Regions from separate parts of the Hordeum vulgare genome. Here region 2 is linked to region 1. A link is a contact called in public Hi-C data. All regions are on one chromosome and are shown on one strand. Each heading gives the region's core, a stretch centred on a gene start, on an enhancer-like site or on the middle of the called end of the contact. The rest is flanking DNA. Distances are from core to core; before and after follow the strand shown.

What was found. A called contact is a pair of places that touch in the nucleus more often than the background predicts.
Region 2: a contact with region 1 is called in a Hi-C map of leaf, with 4 times the contacts expected there. The contact joins the promoter of LOC123431222 here to the promoter of LOC123431210 in region 1. A contact is called at or near these places in 4 of 6 Hi-C or Micro-C datasets (leaf, seedling and an unstated tissue) and 1 of 1 datasets of contacts at active chromatin or transcription factors (embryo).

What each region holds. Positions count from the first base shown.
Region 1 is chr1H:282,248,391-282,252,283 of MorexV3_pseudomolecules_assembly, reverse strand. It overlaps LOC123431210 (probable cytokinin riboside 5'-monophosphate phosphoribohydrolase LOGL10), which reads left to right and starts at 2,276. Exons shown (of 7, transcript XM_045115040.1): 1 at 2,276-2,606; 2 at 2,974-3,071; 3 at 3,215-3,245. The coding sequence starts at 2,505.
Region 2 is chr1H:282,625,497-282,629,389 of MorexV3_pseudomolecules_assembly, reverse strand. LOC123431222 (putative pentatricopeptide repeat-containing protein At1g13630) reads left to right here and starts at 1,824. Exons shown (of 5, transcript XR_006623067.1): 1 at 1,824-2,372; 2 at 2,787-3,893.

The DNA.
Region 1 (3,893 bases), core at 1,027-3,526:
CGAATTCCCATTGGTATGTTTCTAACACAACCAATGCATGTGCATAGTATAGTATGGATACTTGGGATACTCTTGAAGATTATGTTTTGGGTGGAGCCGGGTACATGACACGTTCTACTCTGGGTAGGCTTCCTTCCACACACGTCACTGTCGTAGTCAAAATGCTCTTGTGTGGTATTTTGATTTCTTGATGATTAGTGTAAGTTCAGAACTTTGTCCACTTCCAGTTAATCGAATATAGCTAGCCTCATTAGTATCAAGCACTGTTCCAAATATCCCTTGGTATGCCGATAAATCGGTCGACTTATCGCTTACCGGTGTGTGACCGATAAGATAAATCGACCGATAAGCTGACCAATATGCCCATAAATCGGCCGATGTATCGATAAATCGGGCGATTCACCCCTTATCCTAGGTCGATCGATAAGTTCCCGATAAGAGATATCCCCAACATTGGTATCAAGCATTGCCTACTCTCCCATTAAGACTTGGTGCGTCACTGATGTGTCTTAATCTAGTGGGAGAGCTTTCCCATGTTCTCCTTTGTGTAAGCGGAGATGCAAAACTACGATGGTGTGTGGTTGATGACTTGGTCCCAAATAGAAGGGAAGCACCGAAGGGTTAAATGTTCTAAAGTGCAATGGTGAGGATAACGACATGGTAAGGTGATAAGTTTAAACTTAAATGTATTAGATGTGTAGTGTTATGTGAACATTCGGAGTGAGTGAAATAAATGTATCATTAGTGTGTATCAAATTGTATTGGCAAAGTTTATTGTAAGAGATATGCATGTCTTTGTGTATGTGATGACATATGAAGAATGCAATGTTTATATGTTCTTCTTGTATTTTGTATTGCCTTCATAATTTGTGAGTTGATGTTCATTACTTGTTATACCCGCCTCCGCGCAACGGAGGATCACTGATAACCCCTTTTGTTATGCCTTGTTGATAGTTATCACATATCGCGGAGCCGTTTAATTGTATAACACATCACTCACCATCCAAGAAGCTCATTTGTAATGAACAATCATGACTAGTCGTGAGCCTGTCTAGACAAAAGTGTGTCGGTGATGATGTAATCTGGTCGGTCTATGCTATTCGGTTTTGTAGTAGTGTTCGAGTAGTTTGGCGAAACATCCCCGTTGGAAACACAGTTGAGGGAGGGGAGCGCAAGTCATAACCTCCGACAACCAACATCGCACCACATCCATGAGTCCTGGTTGCCTAACTAGGAAGGATTCAAAGTGGGAGTTTGTGGAACACTCGGGTATGGGGCAATGCAGGTGGTATGGTCTCACCCAATCCTGGCCATTACCCGAAGGAAGCACAAAGGAAGCCGCGGATCCCATTCCACTGACACCGAAGCCCTACTCAGCTCACTATGAATGGGGATAGCTTGTTTGTTTGGTATACATGAATCTCGACCCTACCAGGCAATCTGGTGGAGGGAAAGGGCTGCTATGCAAGTGTTCAACATTAACATCCTAGGTTGTCAATATTAGATGATCTTTTATCGCCCGACATCCTAATAAGATCGAAATCTTCCCGGGCCACCACTCGAAGGGGGACAACCTTCAATCGTAGCACGCATCACATAGTGTAAAGTTGTCAAGCGACTACGATCGACCAAGCCATACAAGCTAATAAGTTTGCATTTAAAAAACAAGATGGCATACATACATACTCATTGAAGAACTCTCCACGATCCATATCTTTCATCTCAAAGGCTTCCACCATCAAACCAAGAGAGGTGAAGTGGTCATGACCAAGACCTTGATGTTTCTATCTCGCGTGATGGGAGGAGGACATCTTTTTACACCTTACTACGTGTTAATGCTACCTTAGTGAAAGTTTAAAGCTGAGTGGGGGTAATCTCGTTGGATCCGGCAATGAAATTATGTTTTTGGCGGGAGCTTCACAAAACCTCTGGTGAATAACGAAGAAGCTCAAAGCTTGTGAATCGGTGATACGACGATCCTACTCCCCCAAACCCTTGCACGCTTTTTCCCCTAATAAACGACCCAGCGAGCGAGGATAATCCTCGTTCCGCTTTGACGCGGCAAAACCCGATAAGGTGACTCACCCACCCATGCATCAATAGACAGACAGACCCATCCCTGTCCATTTCACGGAAAAGCCCTCGCCATCGTCGCCGGGTGGATGGAGCGATTTTTCTCCATGTGCGCGCATTTATTTCGCTTCCCCTCCGTAGCATCCATCCCTTTCACTTCCCATTCTTCCATCTTCTCTCTCCCCTCCCCACTATTATATAGCCATGGGTGGCGCACTGCCTCCCTCCATCCACCGCCAAGAACCAACAAGCCCTTCCTTCCTTCCTTCCTTCCTTCCTTCACTGTGTTTGTGCTAGCTAGCACCTGACGCCACCACGACCATCGCAAGCGCGACTCCTGCGTGCTTGCTTGCTTGCTAGTAAGAAGTTCAGCACCACCTACCCAGGTAGCTAGCTGGTGAGAGGACAAACAGAGAGAGAGAGAGAGAGAGATGAGGCAGTCGAGGTTCAAGAGGATCTGCGTCTTCTGTGGCAGTAGCCAGGGCAAGAAGAGGAGCTACCATGACGCCGCCATTGAGCTCGGCAACGAGCTGGTACCAAACTAACCATGCCTATCTCTACTTTGGGTTATTCTGTCCGCGACTTCGTGTCCACTTCATGTGCGTGCGTGCGTGCGTACGTAGTCACACCATATGATATATTTTTTTCGAGCCATTTGCTTGCTGCCCAGCTTTCGCCAAAATTCGCCCGATTCCTTCCTCCCCTGGGCTCGTGAAACATGGCCGGCCCTACCGCATTCACGGCTCCATTAAATCGAAATTAAATTAGGGCTATAGCTCTGTTCTGTCCCCACCCTCTTGATCGATGGCGTTCAAGAAGCATGTTTTAATCTGTGATGGCCTCTGCGGTTTATTTGAGTTTACCTGGGTGGTGACTGATGTTGGCACGTTGTTGTCGCAGGTTGCGAGGGGCGTGGACCTGGTGTACGGCGGGGGAAGCATCGGGCTCATGGGGATGGTGTCCCAGGCCGTGCACGACGGCGGCAGGCACGTCATTGGGTACGTAGCAAACTCAGCTCAGCTCGATCTATATATGTTTTTGCTTGTTTTTTTTTGTCGTTTTGTTTTCGCTTTGCTAGCTATTTTGCCTGGTGGATGAATGTGCTGATCACTTGTTTTATCATCTTGCTGTCCATGCGCAGTGTCATTCCCAAGACCCTCATGACCCCAGAGGTATGTCGTCTGCTACTCATCATGCATGTCTACAACTACACGTACTAGGAGGGAATATCATGTCTAGATGCATGTTTTTAAATTAATTAATTATTATTTAACTGAAGGTTCGCAACAACAAAAAGAATGTTCCACAAATTTCTGAAAGAAAGTAGCATCTTCCTAATTTTGAACCTGAAACTCGATTTGCATGTGCTGACGTTTAGGGCGTAGAGTCACTAAGGGCATCTCCAACAGTTTGTTGGTTAGCTTGTTGGTAAAATATGTCATGTCATCAGTCAACACCTTAACATACAACTACTCCAATGGGTTGTATCTAGTTTGCCCAATAAGATGTGAGGTAATAAATAAGGTGCTCTCTCATTCTACATTGGAGCTTCTGCAAGGGTGTTGGTTAATTTACATACAACCTTGTTCTCTTTCCTCATTTATTGCAATGACACATCATCAAAAATCTTATGTGTTAAAATTACCAACAACTATCTTACAACCATTGGAGATGCCCTAATAATCAAATGGGCTTGGGAGTTTGAGCTCCGAAACAAGCACTCCTCTGCCGGTGCTGCAGTCCCGGGGGACATGGCACTTGGGTGCGCAAAAGAATACTATGGTCCTGTTTGTTTCAGAAGTCCCGGAACTTTTTTTTAG
Region 2 (3,893 bases), core at 575-3,074, 380 kb before region 1:
CTTTTCTTAAGCACCGGTGGTTATTTGTAGAGGGTAGACGCTTAGTTAGGCGTCTCTTGTGTAGAAATAGGCACTCATGCTTCAGAAAAAAACCGGTTTATTTTTCTAAGCACCTCCCTAAGCACCTAGCATTGTATAAGGTCTTAGGGAATGAAATATGAGAGAGTTGAATGTGAATGGACAGATTTGAGGCGTAACCGGTCAGTGTCCGCGGACGCGGGTATTTAAAGTATCGAATTTGCAATCCGTGGGTGTAAATGCTCCTACTTGCCTCGCGTCTCTATTTTTTTCTTTTTTGTGTGCGGCTTTGCGTCTTAGTTTTTTTTGCGCCGACGATGCCCAGCTCATCCTACCGCGACCTCGGCCCTTGGAAAACCCTAAAATAGGCGGGCAAACGCACAGGAGCTGCGAGCTAGCGACGGGGTTTGGCCGGCCCGTTAGCACTTTCACCGATCCCAGTTTTGGGAAACTTCTAAAGGTTTCCACCCAGTTTTTTCGGTTTTGGAAACTTTCTAGAAGATTCCTTGAACCTTTTTTTTCTTCTTTTTTGTTTTTTTTCTGTTTCTGTTTTAAAAATGTTTTGGATTTCCAAAAAATATTTCGGAATTTAAAAAAATATTCCGTAATTTCAAAATTGTTTCGGAAATTGAAGAAATGTTCTAGAATTTGAAGAATTGTTCCAGAAACTGGAAAATGTTCCATAATTTGAAAAGAATGTTCTGAATTTAAAAAAATGTTTCGGAATTTAAAAAAAGTTCCATAATTTAGGAAAATGTTTCGAAATTTGAAAAATTGTTCTGGAATATTTATCCAAATGTTTTGGATTTTTCAAAATAAATCTTCCCATATTTGTAAAAATGTTCCGGAATTTGTAAAAATGTTCCGGTTTCAGAATTCGTTCTCAAAACTAAAAAAAATTCGTGCTTTAATAATTTGTTCGCGCTTTCAAATTTGTTCGTATTTTTTCAAAATCGTTCTCATTTTCAATTTTTTTGTCAAGATTAAAAAATGTTCATGCTTTAAACAATTGTTCTAGCTTTCAAATTTGTTCGTGTTTTTTGAAAATTGTTCTTGGTTTTAAAATTTCTTCTCAAAATTCAAAAAATGTTCGTGCTTTCAAATTTGTTCAGAGTTTTTGAAAATTTTGTTCTCAAGATTCAAAAAATGTTTGTGATTTAAAAAGTGGTTTGCGCTTCTAAATTTATTCACGTGTTTTTAGAATTGTTCTCCTATTTCATTGCATTTTCACAAAACTGTTTGTAATTTCAAGAAATGTTCTTCTATTTTATTTTTTCCTTTTCCCCATAAAAATATTGATTGTTCTCAAATAATATTCATGTTTCAGAAATTCATGTTTAAATTTTAAGAAAAGTTTGAATCTGCAATAGATTATGATTCGTGTTGTTAAATTTTACAGCTGTTGTTATGTTCGTTAACATTCACGCATGTAACCTTTCAGCTCTGGTAGTCAGTCGAGATCGTTAACCAAAGCGCACTCCAACCTTGAGGTCCTGTGTTTGACTCCTGTTGCTCGCTCATTTTTCTTTTTGCGATTTTCCATCCCTACAGCAAATGAGCCGTCCCAAGAGAGTTTGCTCTGTGCGAAACCGCCGCTAGTCGCCGCAAAGTGCGGCGTATAGGAGCTCCCTCGGCCCTTTGCGCACTCGAGCTGGGCAGTTTTTTTCCACCCGAACGGCCTGCATCTGTGCTGTATGGGCTGATAGCCCAGCCAAAGAAAAAACCCTACCGAACGGTCGGTTTCCTCCGGTCCGGAAAAGCCAGCACGAACGGGCCCTAAGCTCAGCCTGCTTCCCACTGGCTCTCTCCTCCTCAGTGGAAAGGGTAAAGCCTTTCGCTTAAACCCCGACCACACGCAGCCGCCGCCGGCGATCCTTTTCCCTCCTCCCATGTCGTGCGCCGCTGCGGCAGCCCCGGGGAGGCACACGGAAGCTCAACGCCCGAGCTCGACGCCCTCCACACAGTAGCCCGCGGCGCGCGCCCCCGCCATGAAACCCTGCCCCTTCGGATGCGCTTCCGACCGCCCATTCCCCTCCGCCTCCTCCTGCCTCAGCTCTGGCGCCGTCCTTCGCTTCCTCCCGCACTTCTCCCTAGGCCCATATCCTCATGTCCTTCCGCGGCAGCCGTGGTGGCGGCCACGGATTCCGAGGAGGATGCCGTGGTTGCTAGGGATCCACTGCTAGCGCCTCATTTTGTGGGCGGGGTAGGAGGGTCGCCTAGATTTGGGGAGGGCAAGGCGGAGTTCGAGAGAAAGGCCTCGATTGCCGCAAGGATCAAGCTCTGCTATGAACTGCTGCGACAGAGGAGGTGGCGGGAGATGCGGGGCGGCTTGGCACAGATGGTCAGCGAACAAGGTGAGCTCCCTACGGATTTGTATTACAATTGGCACTTTCTCTTTGGATAGTATGACAACACGCTTATTCATCCTTTGAACTTGGATTGATATGGCAATGGAGTTTGCGTTATTCCAGGGCCATGATCATTTTATCATGTACACCAAAGAAAAAACTGAAATGGTAGTGAAGGCACAAGTGTGTAAACTTCCTCTGTTCGTGAATAAATTTATACTGTCGTCATGCACACACATATATTTTTCTATATGCCTTTATGTCAATATAATTGGCAGCTAATTCTCAAAATAAATATAATTGGCAGCTGTAATATTGGTCATAATATTTTTAGTACCTGTTGCCTTGACATATGCAGCAACATAGAACAGTTGAAGCTCACAATTCTCACATTTCATTGTATTTCCCTTTCTACTCTAGGATCTGGGTCTGCAGCCACTCTCTGTGACATCTTGTGGAGTGAATTCAGAGAGTATGATTCCAGCGGTGTTGTATGGGATGCTCTAGCAAATAGTTATGCAAGAACTCAGATGATTCATGATGCTCTTTACGTTCTCAGTAAAATGAACAGCCTGAATATGCAAATATCAGTTTCCACCTATGATAGTTTATTGTATGGTCTACGGATGACAGACATGGCATTGGAGCTTTTTGATGAAATGGAGGCATATGGTATCCCTTACAGCGAATATTCACATAGCATTCTCATAGATGGCCTCTGCAAGCAAAATAAAGTTGGAGAGGCTTTATCTTTCCTTCAGGAGGCAAGGGAAGGGGGAACATTTAGACCATTGGGAATGTCCTTTAACACTCTGATGTCTGCATTGTGTAATTGGGGATTTATTCAGCCTGCAAAATCCTTTTTATGTCTGATGCTGAAGTATGGATTAAACCCTAACAGGTATACCTATTCTACACTTATACATGGTCTGTGTAAGGTAGGTTACCTAGATGAAGCAGTGAATCTTCTTGAGAGAGTGACAAAAGAAGGAATGAAACTTGAGACTGTCACCTACAACAGCCTTATTAATGGTTACCGATTGCTTGGTTTAACAAGAGAAATTCCGAAAATAATTCAGTTTATGAGATACCAAGGGATTGAACCTGATCTTGTTACTTATACTATACTTATTGCTGGCCACTGCGAAGGTGGTGATGTTGAAGAAGGGATGAAGATAAGAAAGGACATCCTAGACCAAGGGCTGCAGTTGAATATTGTCACATACAGTGTCCTTCTAAATGCTCTCTTCAAAAAGGGTTTGGTCTATGAGGTTGAGAATTTACTTGGTGAGATATATAGTTTTGGTCTAGATATGGATGTCATTGCATATTCCATCCTCATCCACGGGTACTGCAAGCTAGGGGAAATTGAAAGGGCACTGGAAGTTTGTGATGTTATGTGCTGTTCTCAGAAGGTAATGCCAACCTCACCGAACCATTTATCAATTCTTCTTGGACTTTGCAAGAAAGGACTGCTAGTTGAAGCAAGATGGTATTTGGAAAATGTAGCTAGCAGATATCAGCCAG